Linked DNA regions of Sus scrofa: regions 1 and 2 are each linked to region 3. The links are chromatin contacts, called in public promoter capture Hi-C maps. All regions are on one chromosome and are shown on one strand. Each heading gives the region's core, a stretch centred on a gene start, on an enhancer-like site or on the middle of the called end of the contact. The rest is flanking DNA. Distances are from core to core; before and after follow the strand shown.

Region 1 (4,404 bases), core at 1,089-3,588, 160 kb before region 3:
GGATAAGCAATGAGATCCTGCTATATAGCACAAGGAACTATATCTAGTCACTTGTAATGGAACACGATGGAGGATAATGTGTGAAAAAGCAAGTGTGTGTGTGTGTGTGTGTGTGTGTGTGTGAGAGAGAGAGACTGGATCACTTTGCTGTTCAGAAGAAATTTCACAGAACAGTGTAAACCAACTATAATGGAAAAAATAAAAATCGTTTAAAAATAGAAATATGTAACTTTTGACTATCTGAACCCATTTCATCCATCCCAACTCCCCACTTCCTGCAACCAACAATCTGTTCTCTGTATCTATGAGGACTTTTTTTTTAGAGTCCACATATAAATTATATGATATGGTATTTGTCTTTTTCTGTCTGACTTATTTCACTTAGTGTAATGCTCTCAAGATCCATCCATTTTGTTGTGACTGTCTAAATTTCCTTTTTTATGGCTGAATAATATTCCATTATATATATATCACATATGTGTGATACATATAAATATGATATATATATGTCACATTTTCTTTATTCATTCATCCATCGAGGAACACTTAGATTATTTTCAATTCTTGACTATTTTAAATAATGCTACAATAAACACGGGTGTGTAGAGATATCTTTTTGAGATTTTATCTCCTTCAGATTAAAAACCCAAATGTGGAATTTTTGGATCACATGGTAGTTCCACGTTTGATTTTTTGAGGAACTTCCAAACCGCTTTCCATAGTGGTTGCACCTGTTTACATTCCCACCAACAGGGCACAAGTTTTCCCTTTTCTCCACAACCTCACCAACACTTGCCATTTCCTGTCTTTTTGATAATACTCATCCTGACAAGTGTGAACTGGCATCTCATTGTGTTCGCTTGTTTTTGTTGTTGTTGTTTTGTCTTTAAAAAAAGGCATATGGAGTTTCCCAGGCTAGGGGTCAAATCAGAGCTGTAGTGGCCGGCCTACGCCAGAGCCACAGCAACACCAGATCCGAGCGGAGTCTGTGACCTACACCACAGCTCAGGGCAACGCCGGATCTTTAACCCACTGAGTGAGACCAGGGATAGAAACTGCGTCCTCATGGTTACTAGTCAGCTTCGTTTCCGATGAACCACAGTGGGAACTCCTCATTGTGGTTTTGATTTGCATTTCCCTGATGATTAGTGATGTTGAGCGCTTTTTCACATACTTGTTGGCTATTTATATGTCCTATTTGGAAAAACTTCTGTTCAGATCCTCTACTCTTTTTAAACAAATTTTTTTGGCTATGCCTGCTGCATGTGGAAATTCCTGGGCTAGGGATCAAATCCTTGCCACAGAAGTGACCAGAGCTGCTGCAATGACAATGCCAGATCCAATGCCAGATCCTTAACCTTTTGTGCCACAAGGGAACTCTATCATTACTGCTTTTATTATTGTTGTTGTTGGGAAGGTACTCAGTGTGCATTTGCTGAAGACAAGAAGAATGGAAGGAACGGAGCTGGGAGAGACAAAGCGCAAGGTATGTTCAGGGAATGTTGAGTAACCTAATCTGTCAGAAGGGTAGTAATTACCCCTCTGGGCCCATATCGGAAAAAATGCATCGTGTCACAGTAAAGAGTGTTCATCTTATTTGTAAGAGAAATGAGACTTTGTCAACAGATGGGAGAAAGGACCAAAGAAAGAGCGAGCCAGTGTGAGCCAGGAAGTAAGGCATATATGCGGCAAGGTGAATGTTATAGATAAGTGATGGTGTTAGAAGAAATGGGGGAGGGGCTTATAGGGGGATGGGTACAGGTGAGGGGAAATGAATTTAGAGGAAAGTAATATCGCCATGTGGAGGATGCTGTGAGAATTAGCTGAGGCTGATGGGAACAGGTGAGGAGTGACAGGGATATGCTGGGAGTGGAGAAAATAAAGGGTGATGGAGACAGGTGAGGTTTGTGGGAACAGACAGGTAAGGAGTGATGGGACCCTGCTGGGAGATGGGGTCAAATGAATGGCCAAGACCAATTAGGAGAATCTAAGAATGGAAGCAGGTCCATCAGAGAGAGGGTCCTAGAACTGCAGGAGTGGAAAAAGGAGCAGAGTAGACTGTGATGTCAGAGCAAGGGCAGTGATGTAAGAGCCGGGGCGGTGAGGCGGTGATGTCAGGGCTGGTGCTGATGCTGGCGGCGCAGTGCATTGTGGGCAGCTCCCCGCTCTGCCGCTGCCGCCGCTGTCGCCCGAGGAGGATCGGGGCCGGGCCGGACCGGGCCGGGATGGTCCCGGTCGGGAGGCCGCCGCCACCGCCGCCGCCGCCGGAGAGAGCGGGACGCCCAGCGCCGCCGCACTGAGCCGCCCTCGCCCCCGCCCCGCCCCGGCCCCGGGGGATGCGCCGCCCCGAGCCGCTGCCTCCGCCGCCGCAGCCGCAGCCGCAGCGGGCACAGAGCAGGTGAGGCGAGGCGGGGCGGGGCCGGGCCGGCGGGCCGGGTGGGGGTCGGGGAGGGGGCTCCTTCTGTGGACCCATTGGGCCTCCGGCCTGGCTCACCTCCCAGCGCAGCCTTCTCCAGCTCCCCCTCCCTGTGCCGTCTCAGTCTCCACCCGAGCTGGGACGCTGGCCTACACAGCCTGGGCCGCATCCCGAGGCCTGGAACGGCGCCCTGCCCCCAGCACACAGACCCACCCTCTTCAGCCTGTCCTCCAGGGGTTTTGCTCCTCCCTTCTCACCTCTGTCCCCATCCCCAGGGTTTCACTCTCCTGTCATTCCTGACAGCCGTTCCCAGCTGTCTCCATAACCTCTCTTGTCCTCGGTGCCTGCATTCCTCCCACCAGCCTCCTTACCTACTTCCTCAGCCCTTCAACTGTGCCCAGAAATCCTTCTCATGGTCCTGTCCCCTCATCACCTGTCATGATGAGCCCCTCACCTGTTCCATCTTATGCAACCCCCTCCTCTGATCCTGTCACCCCTTGTCCCCTACACTCCCCTCTGCCCCCTTCCACACCTCTTAACCTGATCCCATTACTCCTCGCTCATCTCTTTCACCTCTTCTTAACTGTGCTCCCAGATTCCCTCACACACCTGGCTCACACCTTGCATAGGTGCACCTCAACACCTATATGCACGTGCTAGGATGAGCTGCCAGCCACTTGGCTATGCCCCCGCAACCCACACGCACACACACATCAGGGGCCCCCCACTCTTAAACATACACACTTGCCGACAGATATTCCTTAAACCTCCTCCCCAAGCCCTCAATAACTACACACCAAAGAGTCTTGAGGGGGCAATCAGGGAGCAGCCAGGTTCCTCGTGTTCGTGTCATCAGCCCTAGCCTGGGCTGGCTGCAGTCCTCTGAGGCAGAGAGTGGGAAGGATGCTGGGCAGGGAGAGGCAGGGAATCCTCATTCATCTTCCTGCCTCTACTCCCCCTTTTCCCACTTCGCCTGTTCCTTGCACGCTTGCCCGTCTATAGAGTGGGAGCAGGATTCACATCTTCCTCATCAATCTACAGAATCCTCCATCCCAGGGCTGGAAGGCCCACCCGAGGTCACCCTCTTTAACTCCTTACGGCTCCCCTCCCCCGTTTACTGGTTCAATTGCTTCTTCAATCTTGTCTTCAACCTGTCTCCTCCACCTTTATTCCAGAATCCCCCATCCCTACCTCTCCCTTCATCCTGCCATTGCCCCCACTGCTCTCTGAGTTCCTGATGATGCCCCGAATGTCATTTGGCAGAAGGAAAGTGGAGGCCTATTTGCTATCCCCACAGTTCTGATCCTCTGAAGTTGTGTGGATGGGGTGGGGAAAGTCAGCTGAGTCATTTGACAGGAAGAGTGAGAGTATCCCTCTCCCGGAAGATCCCTTCTCCACCTGTCCCTCATGGCACACCGCGACCTGTTGAAGATCGTTTTCATGCCTTCACTACCCCACGCTGCCCCTGTTCCGGGATGGCCAGACCCAGGAGCCCATGTCATCAACTAGTCCATCCCAAGGAAAGACAGGCCTGTGTCGTTCCCACCCCATCCATAGGTGTCTTAGGCACTTTCTTCCTCTCCACCTCCCCCACCATACCCAGCCTGAGTAACTTCCTTACAACTGTGATTGTGAGCCCCAGGGTCGCTGTGAGCCCCGTGCTTATCAAAAGTGTAGGGAGAAAGGAGAGAGGAAAAGATCCTGTTTCCATTCCTAGACTGGGTTGGCAGAGATCTCAAAAAGCTGTCTCTTCCGGCCCCTGCCCACACGCAAGCACATCACACACTGATAGACACAAGAACACAGAAGCCCCTGCAGCCCCAGATGTACAGACACACACAAGCACACACAGGCACAGACACACACAGGAAGACACACAAAGATGTATACGCATTCACAGAGAGGGATACACACACAGACACACTTGTGCCCACTGATATTTCCCTGGGTAAGGCTGGCTGGCATTCCCAGCCTTCATTCTTGGGACA
Region 2 (4,578 bases), core at 1,651-4,150, 210 kb before region 3:
CATTACCGGGTGGTCCCAGCCACGATCCTTAGATCCTTAGCCAGGCGGCCTATCCGTTCTCCTGGTCAGGCCTGTGGTGGGCAGGCAAGCAGGGTGCAGCCTGAGCTGGCCAGTCAGTTCCCGCCCCCCCACCCCCTCCTCACACACCCCCTTCCCTCCAGATGGCTGTGATAGGGCAGCAGGCCGGGAGCAGCAGCAACCTCACCGAATTACAGGTGGTAAACCTGGACGCCGCCCACAGCACCAAGAGTGACTGATCCGCCCAGCCGCCCTGGACAGATGGCCCAAGGGACGGCACCACTTATTTATTGTTGCCTTTTCACGTTTTCTTTACACACATGTTGACGGGCCGCAGGAGGGAGGCGGGGAGGAGCAGTGGGCAGCCACAGGACTGAGCCCTCTCACTCCAGCCAAAGAAATGGGCCAGCCTGCCCTCCGCCCCGGCCTCCCTGCCCCCCTTCTAGCTCCGCCTCCCATTTCTGTTGATGGTGGGGCTGTCCTCCCTCCTCAGACTCCCCTTGCCAGCTTGGCTCCGTGTTTGCCATGAGTATTAGCTTACCCATCGGGACCGTGCTCCCCTTCCCACACACAGGCCTCTGTGGGACTAGGCACTGCGGCCCCCCGCCCCCGAGGAAGCAGTTGGGGTCCTCTTCCCAGCCTCCTTGCTGACCCCATGTCAGCACTGTGTCTGCCACAGGCTGGGGCAAAAGAGCCCGACCCCTGCCCCTCAGGGAGCCAGTTGGGGAAATGGGGCTTCTTCCTGCCAGCCGCACCCATGGCCCCTGCAGCTCCTGAGTAGTGGGCCCCCGAGCACAGAGCAGGCTCCTGGGGCGACCTGCCCTGCCCTGCCGCTCCCCTCGGAACTCTGGGGGCTGCTGGGTTGGAGGGAACCACCAGGGTTCCCTCTCCCCCCCGTCTTCCCCCCCTCTCCTCCCAGCTGCTTTACTTAAAGTTGATTTTGAACTTTTTATTTGAGGAGACGAAGTGAAAACAAATCTATAAATATATATTTTTAAAATATTTAACTTTTTTTTATGGCGTTTTTCTCGTCCCCCTCCCTACCCAAGCTCCCCCTCCCTGGGGAGCCCTGGGGCTCCCTGGAACTGGCTGGGCCTCTGGGGACAGAGCCACCCCACGAGCTCGGGGCCCTGCCAGTGTGTGGGGGAGATTCTGGGATTGCCCGGTCCTGGGTTGTTTCCAGGAGAAAACCGGGGGAGGGGCCCTCAGGCCATGCCCCAACGGGGTAGGGAGGGTGACCCACAGCTCCCGGGGGGCCTCATTTTGTCCTTCAGGGCTGTTGCCAGGGAGAGGGAAGAGGGAGACCAAATGTGGGGGTGGGGGGGTGTCAGAGGCAACTGACTTCATTTGTGCCACACGCATGGGCATTGCAGCCTTGTGTGCCCGCAGGCCTGTAGCTGCCTGGGGCCCAAGTTGAAGTGAGCAGGGTGGGGTCTGGGAGGGGGTGAGAGGCAGGACTGGGGGGCAGAAGATATGGGAGCAGCTCTTGGGCTGAGTGCAGCCATAGGGGAGCCAGAAATGGCAGCTCTCCCAGGGAGTGAGCAGCTACTGTAACTTTTTAAAATTAAGACAAAAAGCCTTGAAGAAAATGACTTTATTTTTCTAAGTGTAACCTCAGTATTTATGTAATTTGTACAGGGGCCGTGCCCCCACCCCCTCTGCCCCCTTTGGGGTAGATCTTGAGGGTGGGCCAACACAGGGGGAGGGTCTTTTACCCTGTGTCAGAGCCCACTTTCACCACCTGTATCCGGAGAGGGAGCTTTTTCAGAACTGGGCAGCTGGGGGGTGGAGTTTTATTAACCCCTTAGGTCTGCCTTCAGTAGGAACAAGCCTGCTTCTGTGATTAGGTGAAGGGGTGGGGGAAGTTTTTACGCACAGCCTAGTTAATCAAGGGGATGATTTGCCGAAGTGTTTGAGAACCTCCAAACCTCTAACCCCGGTTGCTGTCTGGCCTCAGTTTGGGGTGCCAAGGTGGAAGCCGTCTTTCTGGCTTTCACCTGGAGGTAGCTGGGGGCTTGTGGGTGGCTCACAAGATTGGGGCATGGCAAATCAGGGGCCAGAGAGTGGGGGAGCTTGGGACTCAGGTCTGTAACTGCCCAGCCCCTTTTCTCTGCTCTTGTTTCACTCCACCATCACTCACTCACTCCCTGCTCCCCCACCCTGGGGAGGAGAGCTTGATGAATTCCTCCTCTCCTTCCCACAAAAGACAGACCCAGTGAGTGAATCAGGCAAAGTGCTTATAATGTGTGTCGTGTGAGCGTGGCCTTGGGAGAACATGCGTGCATCAGGGATGAGGTGGCATTTTTATGTGCAGCGACCCTTGGTGTTTCCCTTCCTTGGTGGCTCTGGGGTGTGTGTGTGTGCGTGCGCGCGCGCCTGAGTGAATGTGTGCGTGTGAATGTGGGGTGTGTATGTTAGTGGTTTCTACTTCCCCTGGGATGCTGACCCAGGAATAGTGGACATGGTCACAGTCCTATGTACAGAGCTTTCTTTTGTATTAAGAAAAAAATACTCTTTCAATAAATGTATCATTTTTGTGCACAGACTGTGGGGTCTTTGCCTTTGTTTTCTCTTTTCTCGTAGAGGGTGGGAGGTACGAACGCGAATCCAACCGCAAAAGTTGCTGCACTGAGAAGTAAGCCTCGGTGCTTGCCGGAATGCTCGGGGCGGGGCGGAGGGCTTTGGGCTCTTGAACGCCACAGTTTGACTTAAGGAACATTTCAGGGGGCTGGGGCCTTCAGCTTTGGCCCCAGCTTTGCTAGGTGCTTAAGTCCACACAGAGATGAGCAATTTTAATTAATATGTAAAGTGATTCAACCAATCCAGAGCCCCGGGTTTGAGAAACTCACGGCCACGTGACCTAGCGGTAGCTAAAAGGCCGGCCCTGAGGTGGGCGTGTGGTTACAAGGTTTCCGCGGGGCGGATGAGGAGGGCAGACCCAGTGTAGGAGGAGGGAGCTCCAAGGTCAATACTGGATGGGAAGGGCTGCCGACTGCAGCCGAGGGGAGCAACCTGACCGAGATCTCAAGCTCCGCGGCCGGCGGATACGCGGGACGCAGCGGCCCGCGGGTACTACGCATGCTCCGCTTGCGCGCCGGGCCGCTGCCGCGCTGGGCTGTGGGCCGCGGTGGGACCCGTAGCCGCCCGCCGTGCTTGCGCTCGCGGTGTGACCCGGAAGGGAGCTGCTGAGGAGGCGGGGCCAGGACGGCGGGACCGGCGCTGGGTCCCAGCGAGGGCCCGGCCGGGCGGTGGGAGGTGAGAGGGGTGTCCAGCGCCCAGCCGGTCCTTGCTCCATCCCTTCCCAGGTCCCCTGTCCACTCTCTGTGGGGCTGACGACAGGAGCCAGGTGTTGCTGTCTGAGATTCGCTCTGTCGGGTCAGCCTCCTCCGGCCGCGCCCCCCCCCATTCTAACCCTGCCCCCCACAAGCCCCTTCCTGCGGCGGTGCGGGCCTCCGCCACCGCCCCTTGCTGGCCTGCAAGCGCTGGCTTGACCTTGCCACCTGCGCCTACCAGTTGTCTCATCCCCGCGTCCCGACCTCGCGTTCACACCTCAGCTCCTGTCCTCAGCCGGTGATAGTTCCCCCCCCCGCACCCCATTTAGGCCTTTCCTTTCCCCCAGCTCATCAATTATCTGTCGCATAGAACGGGTTACCTCTCTGGCTTGTCCCCGCCCCCCTCCTGCTAACTGGACCGCTACCCCTATCGAGGTCCACATCCCATCTTTCCCCTTTTCTTCATGCCTTTCTTTTACTTTCATCTTCTCTACCTGGACCCCAACACGACCCCTGGCCTCCTCACCATTTCTTCATCTGGATTTACCGTGGGTTCTTACCCTCAGCATTCCGTGTTGCCCCCACACTGCTTCCTATCTTTCCCTTATCTCTAGCATAGCCACCACCCTGCTTCTGTTTTTAATCTTCTGGCTTAATAGCCTTTCATTTATCTGAGGAGGGCCTCTGCCTTCTCTCTTGTTCCGAGGATAGTGATATTAGATTATGTTTATTAAGCACTCACTATGTGCTAAGATAGAGACTGTTCTAAATGCTGTATATATGTGATCCTAAGTTTTTACAATTTCAAGAGTTGTTTATGAATATGATTACCATCTTGGAGAGAAGGAGACAGGCTTAGAGACTAAGTAACTTGTCCGCCCATAGTAAGTGAAAGAGCTAGAATTCAGTCCCATGTATCTGACTCTGAATCTGTACTGTGTTGCCTATCTAATACCTCTGCTGTCTCCTGACCTCATTCCCTACCCTTCAGCTCCATAGTTACCATCTCCAAATGTATCTTCCTGACTTAGACTGCTCCCAACATACATACAGCGTAAGTTCAGGACTTGTTTATTTATTTATTTATTTATTTTATCTTTTTGCCATTTCTTGGGCCGCTCCTGTGGCATATGGAGGTTCCCAGGCTAGGGGTCCAATCGGAGCTGCAGCCACCAGCCTACGCCAGAGCCACAGCAACGCAGGATCCAAGCCACGTCTGCGACCTACACCACAGCTCACAGCAACGCCGGATCGTTAACCCACTGAGCAAGGGCAGGGACCGAACCCG
Region 3 (4,373 bases), core at 327-2,826:
CTGACATTAGAGATTCTAGGCCTCTTTTTGAGATTAAGTGGGATAATCAGAGTTATCTGTTGAACTACTTTTCTTTGGGCACTGCGCATTCTTTTTTTTTTTTTTTTTTGTCTTTTGTTGTTGTTGTTGCTATTTCTTGGGCCGCTCCCGCGGCATATGGAGGTTCCCAGGCTAGGGGTTGAATCGGAGCTGTAGCCACCGGCCTACGCCAGAGCCACAGCAACGCCGGATCGTTAACCCACTGAGCAAGGGCAGGGACCAAACCCGCAACCTCATGGTTCCTAGTCGGATTCGTTAACCACTGCGCCACGACGGGAACTCCGGCACTGCGCATTCTTAAGTGAGGTGTAAGCCAGTATCGTGTCCTTTAAGCAAATAATAAAACTAAGATGCAAAAGTAGGAGTTCCTGTTGTGGTTCAGTGGGTTAAGAACACAACATAGTGTCCATGAAGATGTAGATTCAATTCCTTGCTCATTGAGTTAAGGATCTTGCATTGCCACAAACTGTGGCTTAGGTCCAAGATGCAGCTCGGATCCAGCCTTGCTGCGGCTGTGGCGAAGGCCTGCAGCTGCCACTCCAATTTGACCCCAAGCCTGGGGAACTTCCATAAGCAGGTGCCGCTGTAAAAAGAAAAGAAAGGGGGAAAAAAGATGCAAAAGTAACTTGCCCAGGATCACACTGCTGAAAGTTGGCAGGGTCAGGAATCAAACTCGATCTGTTTTACTATAAAGCTTATGTTCTTCCACTGCTTACCAAAGAGATTTATTTATTGCAGGACAACTCTAAGCAAGGCACTTGCCCATAGGACTAATTATTCAACTCTCTCAACAGTACTTTGGTACGGTGTTATTCCCCCTTTTGTAAAGATAAAGAAACAGGTTCACAGAAGTTAGGTAACTTCCCTGAGGAAGTGTCCCCAGGTGGCGCATAGCTCTCACGTTTGGCTTCCCTTGCTGCAAGTTTTAAGAATTAGAAAGTGTGGGAGCTCCCCTTGTGAAGGAGAAACGAATACGACCCGTGTTCATGAGGATGCGGGGTTTGATGCCTGGCCTCCTTCAGTGGGTCAGGGATCCAGCGTTGCCTTAAGCTGTGGTGTAGGTCAAAGGCGGCTCTGATCCCGAGTTGCTGTGACTGTGGGTAGGCCGGCAGCTGTAGCTCGGCTTGGAACCCCTGTCCTTGGAACTTCCATTTGCCGCGGGTGCGGCCCTAAAATGCAAAAAAAAAAAAAAAAAAAAAAAAAAAAAATTAGAAAGCGCAATGCATGTGCCTGCTAGTAAACAGCAGACAGATGGGAGCAAGTATTCTACATTAGTGCACGGCTGACGCTGCATCAGAGCTGAGATGAATTCATCTGCAAAAGAGCAGCATAAGCGCGCCCAAACACCCTGGTGCAACCCACAGCTGCGGGCGAGTTTACCCAGGCCTTCGCAGACTGAGAGCGGTGCGCACGCGCACAGAAACCCTGCAAATGGAAGGCCCGAGAGGCGCCTGGGAGGTCATCCCGCCTCTAGAGGGTGCCAAGCGGGCCTGGCCAGGGTCCCCAAGCCGGGAGCCCGCTCTTTTGCTTCCACCGGGGACGCGCTGTCACTCTGGCTCCACCCCTGCTTCCTGATTAGCGTCCCGGCCCCCCGGGTGCCGGCTCTCCGCACTTAGCACTTGGGAATTCGGATTCTCTTTTCTAGGGAAAGCTTCTCCCTCTTCACCCTCGGCTTTCCCCGCAGGTGAGGCCTCCATGGAGCGGTTCCTGGCCCAGCTGTGCGGTACCAGCGCGCTGCAGCCGCTCCCAGTGTGGGAGGGGGACACCACCGGCCACTGCTTCACCCAGCTGGTGCTCAGCGCCCTGCCCCACGCGCTCCTCGCCGTGCTCAGTGCCTGCCACTGGGGCAACCCGAGGTGGGTAGAGAGGGATGCAAGACACCCGTCCATGTGTGCCTGCAGACCTCGCTCGAAACCCACGTTTCCGCGGCAGTGTAACCGAAATATGTCTGTGGGGTAGGGGCAAAAGAAGAATAAAATTTGGGCATCACCACTTTGCCACTCTGTTTTGGGTCAAGTTAACTATCTTCCCTGAGCCTCATAGCACTGTTGGAAGATTTAAATTACATAATGCGTTTAAGCATACAGTGCAGTGCCTGGCACATTTTTAAAGTCCCAATGCCATGTAGAAATCATGACTTCTGTAGATCTTCAGATGCCCAAACACAGTTGTCATGAATTGGAGGCAAAAGTGGGTGAGCAGTGTTTTGAAGCCAAAAAGATTAACATGTTCTGAAGTTGTTGGACCAGTTCCTTACCACTTCCGTCTACGAAACCTCATTGTTTCTAGGCTAAGAAAAGTATATGTATTCAAGTGGAAAAGATGTAATGGGTAGAAGAGAAGAGCAAAATCAGAACCTTAATCCTTCCTGAACTGGGGGCTATAATTTGCAGGTGCTAAACTCACCTTGATTTTATACTAATTCCTATATGGCTAGTTATGGCTAAATGTCATCTTAAGCTCTGGCTTCTGACAAGGCAGGAGGAAAGTCTAGTCTGTCTTTGGGAGTCTCTAGTCTAATGGACAGAATGTGACCCTCTCTAAGGTGATGTGGTATAGGATGGAAGCTGTAGCTCCCATTCGACCCCTGGCCTGGGAACTTCCATATGCCAAGGGTGTGGCCCTAAAAAGCAAAAACAAGGCAAAACAAAAACAAAGGAACAAAACTGACATAGTCCTTTGGGAACTCACAGTGTAAGGAGAAAACAAGAAGGTCCATCCTGTAATCCATAGAAGTTGTGGTTTTCTCGGAGTTCCCGTCGTGGCGCAGTGGTTAACGAATCCGACTAGGAACCATGAGGTTGTGGGTTCGGTCCCTGCCCTTGCTCAGTGGGTTAACGATCCGGCGTTGCCGCGAGCTGTGGTGTAGGTTGCAGACGCGGCTCGGATCCCGCGTTGCTGTGGCTCTGGCGTAGGCGGGTGGCTACAGCTCCGATTCAACCCCTAGCCTGGGAACCTCCATATGCCGCGGGAGCGGCCCAAGAAATAGCAACAACAACAACAAAAGACAAAAGACAAAAAAAAAAAAAAAGAAATTGTGGTTATCTCACTTCACTTGACAGACTTTTGCAAGTTGCTGAAGAGGGTTAGAGAGATTCACAATCTCAGACAGGAAAGAACCTCAGAGGGCATTGGATCCAGACTCCTCACTGCTCACTGTGCTGATGAGGAAAATGAGATGCAGAGAGGGAAAGAGGCTTGCCCAAGTTTCTAAGGCTGGTTTATGCCAGCTTGGAACCAGGGTACCAACCTCCAAGGGCTCGCAATGTTCTTTCTTCCATCCCCACATCTTAGGAAATAGAATTTTTTTTTTCCTTTTTATAGCTGTACCTGTAGTATATGGATGTTCCTGAGCTAAGGGTTGAATCAGAGCTGCGGCTGCCGGCCTATACCACAGCAACACCGGATCTGAGCCACATCTGTGACCTATGCTGCACCTTGCGGCAACGCCAGATCCTTAATCCACTGAGCGAGGCCAGGGATCAAACCCACATCTTCATGGACATTATGTGAGTTCTTAACCCGCTGAGCCACAATGGGAATTCCAGAAAACAGAATTATTAAAGGTTGACTTTTACCCAAATATAAACTCTTCCATATAACTGTGACTGGTGGATTTTTTTAAAGAAATCCCAAAACATTTTAATCTACAGTTAATTCTCATCCCTTAGTAGTTGTCTGTAGGAACATTCAGGGATTTTATTTTATTTTATTTTTGTAAGTAGGGTCTTCATGTTCAGTACCTTAACTCAGAATTTTTTTATTTCTGGGCAAAAGAATGATCAGAGGAGTTTCCACTGTGGCTCAGCCAGTTAAGAACCCAACTATGAGGATGTGAGTTCAATCCCTATCCTCTCTCAGTGGGTTAAAGATCTGGCATTGCCACAAACTGCAGCATAGGTAGCAGATGTGGCTCGGATCTGGCCTTGCTGTGGCTGTAGCATAGGCCAGCAGCTGCAGCTCTGATTCAACCCCTAGCCTGGGAACATCCCTATGCCACAGGTGTGGCCCTAAAAAGAAAAAGGAAAAGAAAAAAGAATGATCCGAGATGATGTAGTAGATTAGAAAATGGATTAGGTTAATCCAGGAAGAGTTCCTGGGGGAAAAAAAAAAGCCCTGATTCCAGAGTAGAGTTGGATGGAAATAAGGTATACAAGGCAGGAAAAGGAGTTGATTTCCCTCTAGCTAAATGAGTTACTGGAGGTTGGTCTGCGCTCTGGGTCCACCATGACATGCCTTCTTTTCTCTCTTCCCCCTTGTTTCCAGGAATCCAGATTGGATCCCACACCGCAGTCCCGGCTGGCGCCTCCGACTCACAGCCTCCTTCCTGCTCT

Evidence for each region. Promoter capture Hi-C pulls out the DNA fragments that hold promoters and counts their contacts.
Region 1: a promoter capture Hi-C map of liver shows a contact between it and region 3, with 2.5 times the contacts expected there. The contact joins the promoter of TTBK1 here to the promoter of ABCC10 in region 3. A contact is called at or near these places in 3 of 5 promoter capture datasets (fetal liver, fetal skeletal muscle and liver) and 1 of 47 Hi-C or Micro-C datasets (embryonic fibroblasts).
Region 2: a contact with region 3 is called in a promoter capture Hi-C map of liver, with 2.7 times the contacts expected there. The contact joins the promoter of CUL9 here to the promoter of ABCC10 in region 3. A contact is called at or near these places in 2 of 5 promoter capture datasets (fetal skeletal muscle and liver) and 1 of 2 datasets of contacts at active chromatin or transcription factors (alveolar macrophages).

The regions. Positions count from the first base shown.
Region 1 is chr7:38,274,128-38,278,531 of Sscrofa11.1, forward strand. It overlaps TTBK1 (tau-tubulin kinase 1), which reads left to right and starts at 2,339. Exons shown (of 15, transcript XM_001929304.5): 1 at 2,339-2,398.
Region 2 is chr7:38,221,123-38,225,700 of Sscrofa11.1, forward strand. CUL9 (cullin-9) reads left to right here and starts at 2,901. Exons shown (of 39, transcript XR_002345739.1): 1 at 2,901-3,087. SRF (serum response factor) reads left to right here. Exons shown (of 7, transcript XM_005666020.3): 7 at 162-2,564. The coding sequence ends at 257.
Region 3 is chr7:38,431,144-38,435,516 of Sscrofa11.1, forward strand. It overlaps ABCC10 (multidrug resistance-associated protein 7), which reads left to right and starts at 1,577. Exons shown (of 21, transcript XR_002345741.1): 1 at 1,577-1,895; 2 at 4,306-4,373.